Regions from separate parts of the Mus musculus genome. Here region 2 is linked to region 1. Evidence: chromatin contacts called from public Hi-C data. All regions are on one chromosome and are shown on one strand. The core of a region is the stretch at or near the end of the contact, and the rest is flanking DNA. Distances in the headings are between cores, read along the strand shown.

The links. Hi-C and Micro-C count contacts between places; a contact is called where the count stands out from the background.
Region 2: a contact with region 1 is called in a Hi-C map of liver, with 1.7 times the contacts expected there. The contact joins two enhancer-like sites. A contact is called at or near these places in 5 of 484 Hi-C or Micro-C datasets (brown adipocytes, cortical neurons, cumulus cells and 2 more) and 3 of 115 datasets of contacts at active chromatin or transcription factors (bone marrow-derived dendritic cells, heart atrium and neural progenitor cells).

Annotation. Positions count from the first base shown.
Region 1 is chr12:35,312,084-35,315,427 of GRCm38.p6, reverse strand. No RefSeq gene overlaps it. Among named protein-coding and RNA genes, the nearest start is that of Mir680-3, 120 kb to the right of the region's middle. Within about 2 kb of position 1,672, at least 20 of the 459 cell types and tissues checked have an H3K27ac peak or open chromatin away from gene starts, as enhancers often do. A contact at or near this core is called in liver, where this site is marked.
Region 2 is chr12:35,416,689-35,420,032 of GRCm38.p6, reverse strand. No RefSeq gene overlaps it. Among named protein-coding and RNA genes, the nearest start is that of Gm26071, 23 kb to the left of the region's middle. Within about 2 kb of position 1,827, at least 36 of the 459 cell types and tissues checked have an H3K27ac peak or open chromatin away from gene starts, as enhancers often do. A contact at or near this core is called in liver, where this site is marked.

The sequences.
Region 1 (3,344 bases), core at 423-2,922:
TGTGCTCTATTGAAAGATTACCAACTGGGGCCACATATTCAAATGCCCGAGATTCACTCAGGATGATGTTCTCAAGTTCCATCTGTTTGCCTGAAAAATTCATGATGCCTCGGTTTTTAATAGCGCATAGTATTCCATTGTGTAGATGCACGACATTTTCTTTATCCACTCTTCACTTGAGGGGCATCTAGGCTGCTTCCAATTTCTGGCTATTACTAAATAACGCGGCTATGAACATCATTGAGCAAGTATCTTTGTAAGATGTTGGAGCATCTTTTGAGTATATACTAAGGAGTGGTATAGCTGGGTCTAGAGGTAGAACTACTCCCAGTTTCTGAGAAAACATCACATTGATTTCCAAAGCGGCTGAACACGTTTGTACTCCCACCAGCAATGGAGGAGTGTTCCCCTTTCCCTATGTCCTCTCCAGCATGTGCTATCTCTTAGCCTCTCTGATGGGTATAAGATGGAATCTCAGAGCTGTTTTGATTTGTATTTCCCTGATGACTAAGGACTTTGAACATGTCTTTAAGTGCTTGTTGGCCATTCAAGGTTTCTCTCTTGAGAATTCTCTGTTTAATTCTGTACCCCATTTTTAAAATTGTGTTACTTGGGTTGCTGGAAACAACCCCAGCTACTAATTTCAATTTTTATTCTTGTTATGGTGTTTGTTTTTTATTTTAAAACAAGGTCTTCTGTAGCCCAGGCTGACCTTGAACTCTTCAGTCGTCCTGTTTCCATCTCCCATGTGCACAGCCATTTACCATCACACAAGGATCACACCAGGCATCAAGACACTGAACTTAAAAATATAAATATTTAAAGATGTAAAATTTTTCCACATAAACTTTTTGCAAGACAAAGAATTTGAACTGAGCACTCACAATACAAATGACAACACTCCATCCTTTGTCTTTATGGCTGCTGAAAGCCGGTTTAGAAGTTATCTACCCAGTAAAAACTATTGTCTTACGATGAAAGCAAATCTCACACAAAACCCTCCCACAGTTCAAGTGGTTAAAACTACACAAGTCTTCATTAACAACAGGCAAAAAAGTACCCTGGAATGTAGGCTCCCTAAAATGCCTGCTCTGTCCTTTGAAAGCTCTTGCTTGCCACAGGAAAAACACACTGAGCAAGCTAGAACAGCCTTCCAGCGGCAGAGCCTAATATTTGAATAGCAAATGTTGGGCAATTTGAAATGTGTTCTTTCACATATTAACCAATGGCTGAGCTGGTCACAGTATTCTTTAATGATCAGCTCTTGGACACTGGTTGAGGGATAGAGAACTTAGGCCTTGATGTATTCTTCATGTGCACATAAATGGTACGAGTAACCTTTGTATGCAAATACTTTCCCCAGAAACCTTTTGATGCCCCCTATGCAGCACAGTTAAGCCTGTCTGTCAGCTGCAAAGTTAACATAGAAGCTTCTGATCACCTATGATAATTGGCTTATTGATTGCTCATCCAGGCACCATAAAGCGTTAGCCATCTATACAGACGTTCCCAATCAGATCTTACTGGCTTCCCTTGGGCCTTTACATGGTTGCTTAGCACTTGGCTACCAGTCAATTTAAACTAACTCAGTACTCTACACAAAGGTAATTTCAGACATCTTGACCCCAGATATGGTGTCTCCCTTCTGTACGTTCCACCTTCTATGCAGTCCCTATTGCTCGGAAATGGCTAAGTTCTGTTTACTTCTGGCAAGATCCACAGTGGTGGTTACGATCAGTTCAGACCTATCCACGTTAATTTTTGAGAGTCAGAGCAAATAGATTCTCCCAGCCAAAAAGGGTATCTACAGTGACAGTGATTTCCTTATAAAAATGTCTTTCTAGCAAAGATGATTCTGGGCTTACATATTTGGGTAAGATCCTAGTGTTTCACAATTGAAGCTTCTTTCAATAGCTTACCTCATGGCTCTCAAAGCCAAACAGTAAAGAGAAAAGGCTTTGGCGAGGGATTCTGCATTGTTTACCGTGCCACAGTTTTCTGGCAACCATGCCTGCCCATCCCCCCATCTGCCTCAGGCAGCTGTTCATCTGCCAGCTGCCAGCAGTGGGGAGAGGGACTTGTACTTCAAAGGTCTCAGTGCGGCTCATAAAAGATCAGGGGGATTGACCCACGCCAAGAGGAAGACGGTATATTTGGCAAGTGTGTTTGGATAGGATGAGATAATCCACAGAAATCGGGATTAACTGGGAGGAAGTCTGGATTTAATAGCACTACAGTAGGCTAAAAATAAACGGAAAAGAAAACCGACAAATCCCCAGTGGAAAACCCTTAGTGAGTTTAGTTCACCGTGGAGATAGAAAAGGATGCGGCAGGGTGGCAAACTGGATTCAAGAAAATGAAGGGATGAGAGAAACGCTATGAAATATGAAAAAGAGGTTCTGGTGCCCACTTGGGAGTCTGGGGAAGAGAACCCCAAGGGTTTGAAAGGACGCCAGAATTTTCAGGGAACTCCAAGGAGAAGCCTGGCACAAACGGATCACAAGTGCCTGCTCTTTCTTTAAGGAGAAAACAAAACTTAACCTAGGGTCAACGGGACACCCCAAGTTTACTAGAAATGCTGTGTGAGGACCCCTTTGCACCTGCAGACTGGGGTTTTCACACCTGTTTGTTTGTTTGTTTGTTTGTTTGTTTGTTTGTTTGTTTGTTTGTTTTTCGAGACAGGATTTCTCTGAATAGCCCTGGCTGTCCTGGAACTCACTTTGTAGACCAGGCTGGCCTCAAACTCAGAAATCTGCCTGCCTCTGCCTCGCGAGTGCTGGGATTAAAGGCATGCGCCACCATACCCGGCTGCTTTCGCACCTCGCACCTCTTAAACCCCAACGACTCCTTGATGGCTGTTGGGGGACAAAGCTGCTGTCAGATTGTATATAAAATATATACCTGTGTGTTCCCAAAACAATACTGGGTAACTTGCAAAGAATTAATAGGAACATTGCACTTTGAAAATAAAATTTAGAAGGAAGTGAAAGGACGATAGGAAAAAAAAAAAATCAACCAAGGTGGAGTTTTTAAATAAAACCAAAAGTGAAGCGCATGCGCATTAACCCTTGTAGAGAAGGACCTCAATCCTTTTAGTATGAAATTGCCTCGTCTGTTATTACATTTTTTTAAACATCTCCCCAAACTAAAATCTGAAAAACTCTGTCAAAATTGTTCACCAGCTCAAGTATTCACCGACTAAATATACAGACAATAAATCAGAATTAATTCTGTTAATAAAACCGTGTTTTATGAAGCAGAAATAATATTTGTCTGAACAAGTGATGGAATACATGAGATAGATTAGGGGTATTATTTTTTTCTAATACTCTTTTTTTCTTTTC
Region 2 (3,344 bases), core at 578-3,077, 100 kb before region 1:
AGTAAAAGCATCAGGTCGTAGCAGCTCCAGCAATAGTGAGGAATCCTATGTATATGTCATAGGATCAGACAATGGTGAGAGCCCAGAGATTACATTCAGTATAGATAGTGGTAAGAATAACAACACCACTTCTGTTACACTGTCTATGAGCAAACAGAGCACTGGTGCAGGACAGTAGGAAGGACAATGTAGATGTTATAGCCACCAGAACTATAATATTCTTTTTGGACCGAATGGAGTGTATGTCTGGGGAGAGGATGGTGTAGTGGTTTGAATAAGAATGGCTCTCAGAGGATCATATATTTGCTTGTTTGATTCCCAGCTGATGGAACTGTTTAGTAAGGATTAGGGAGTGGAGGCTTGTTGGAGAAGATATGTTACTAGGGGAGGGCTTTGAGGTTACAAAAGCCTACATCATCTCAGTCCCTTCTCCTCCCTCTCTTCTTCTATTCATCCCCTATCTTTCAGAAACTCTCAGTTACTGTTTCAGAGCCTTATCTGCCTGTCTGACTGCTTGCCACCACACTGCTTCCTGCCATGTTAATCATGGCCTAACCCTCTGAAACTAAGCAGGTACCCAATTGTTGTGGAATGGCCTGATGCTAATTGTATTTTTATGCTAATTCCCCTCTCCTGGGAGGGGTTGCAGACAAGGAGTTAGTCACTACTCAAGTGACTTTTTGTGAACCAATCCCCTAATGAATAAAGGAGCCAATCACTGGATAAGTATGCGGGACTTCCAGAATGAATGGAAGAAGAGAGGAAGCAGGAAAGAGTTAGGCCCTTTTGGATGGGGATAGCGGGAGGACAAGATGTAATTACAAGTGTCTCCCAGTTTCAATGGTGGATCTGTCAGGTTTCGACACCAGGAGGATTTAGATTTAACAAGGCTTACAATATTAAGATTTTAGTTGTTGTGCCCAACAATTGAGTTACTGTTGTTTTTAAACTAAGTCTGTATTGCATTTTCCTTCATGTGGTTGCTTTCCTGGGTTCAAAAGAGAAAGGTATGGTGGCAAAACATGGGATTGCCTGAGGTTTTTGAAGCGGGGCTAGTGTGGTAACAACCTGCCAGTTGGTACCTAGTGAGCTGGGTGGAGAGATTGTGGAGCTCTGAGTCAGAGTTGCCATGAGATAAAAACAGGTCAGCCATTGCCGGCCAGTGCATGGCCAGCCAGGCTGCCACTAGGACAGAGTTGCTGGCACAAGTGTGAATGAGCAGGTTGGATTTTAATATTTCCTGCAACACCCAACTAAATGCTATCTTCTATAAGTTTTCTTGATCATGGTGTCTCTTCACATGAAAAGTAGCTAAGACTGATGTCAGTTGGGGGTTTACATACCCTTGCCTCTGCATTGTATAAGCAGAAGCTAGGCAGCAGAGCAGGATGATGCCTAGAAGCAGCCAGTTTCTCACAGTTGCCTCAGCATGCTACATTAGGTGTGGTAGCACTAGAAACCATATTCCTTTCAAGCTTCTGAGCAGCAGGTACCTGAGCAATGGCTCAGGAGAATACTGTGAGTGGCTGCCTTTGGTCTGACCCTGGATCATGTCTACTTGTAGTTCAGAGGACAAATGCTCTGGCCTCATCCAATCTCAAGGGTAGCAATTCTGTTCCCCTACATACTTCAATAGCCATTCCACATCCAGTGTGGTGAATCTAGTGGGTTTGGTTTACAATCACATTGATGGGTTTTTGAGAAACCTGTCCTCTGAGCCAGTGCCAACTTTGGAGTCCCAAAGATGAGAACAGGCAGATATTTCTAACTTCTGGGAGGAGCCCAAGGTCAAACAACAACTCAACTTCTCAGGAAAACTCTTGGTTCGTAGCCTGCACATAACTGGGAGATGATGTAAGATACTTTCCCAAATGCACTGAGTCGACTGAGGTTGCCTAATTTACTGAAAGTCTAAAACTATTGTGAAAGTTTCCAGTTTCCTCACTGGTGGTGTTTTCTGGAACTTTCTCTTTCACCCTGACCTTTGAGAAGGAAATTCACCGTCCCCTGGCTTTGGAACCGTGATGGCAGTCCTAGGGAATTTTTGTTTCTCTGTCTGTGGTGTTATCACTAATAGGCTAAGTTTTCTAAGTCTTGCAATAGTCTAGGCTCTGTCTTGTTTACTGTGTTCCCCTCTGGTCACTAACCTCAAAAACACAACCACATGTGTGTCTATTATTTTGGTTCTTTGGGGAAAGAAGAGGTGAGTGCTAGGTGTCTTATTTGTCCATCTTGAATCTTTATAAATAATTTCCTGAACATGTGATCCACTTCTCTTTTTAAAAAATAAATTTTAAAAGTTTAGATATATGTTTCTTTAATCCTATGTCTGGTGTACTTTTCCTTCTTTGTGTAAGTGTAACTAGGTAAATTGTAAATTTAAGTGCTTAGATGTAGTTATTTTTAGTTTTCTATTGTTTCCTAGCACTAATCATTGAAAGCAAATCTTCAGTCATTTGCTTTGTTTCTTTTTTTGAAATTTGGATAGTTTGTTTAATATTGAAACCTGAAATGCTCTTTATATAAATATTAAGGAATTAAAATATACTTAATATCTCACCAAACTCACAAATTCACCTTATGACTTCTGGCTCTTATTTCTGTGAATTCCTATTCTTTTGCTACCTGTGATGGTTCTTCTTATTTCTCAACTTAACACACTTTGACAATAAAGAGGACAACCACAGTTTGATTATATTGGGGAATAATGAACCTTCAACATGGAATGATATGGCATCATTGAAATCTATCCACAACATCAAAGGAAGCTCTTTGGGAAAGATGGGTGACTCTTGTGTTTCCCAGTGTATTCTAGGTGGTGCTGTGGTTTTGTGTTTGAGTTGTCCAGTATTCACAGATGCATGCTGTAGGGACTCAAGGACACTGAACCCCATGTTTCTGTCCCAGGAATAAATGTGTCATTGAAGGCCTGCCCACCTCTTGCCAGCTTTACATTTACTCCAGACAACACGTGCAACATTTTTCTTTTTACAAGGATTCTGTCTTTTTAAACTACTCTGGGGATACAGTCAATCACCCATCCTTCAGATCACTTAGAATTCTACCCAGATCCAGGACCGTGTGCCACTGACTAGCAATCTTCACAATACAAAGTCTTTGGTGTAAGAAAACATCTTCAGTATTGGTCTTGACATTCCTAGTTCAACACGTTCCCAGTTACTAACGCTTCTTAAATAAGTCATGTCGTCAGTTCAGTTCAAAGCCTGACAAAGGTTATAGATCTTGCTTAGTGTAAATGTGCAATGCCTCAAGCTGTGTTTCAATGTCCCAAACACAAGCTGACTGGCCTGCTTTGCCTATTTAATTTCTTCCAGCTGGTTTCT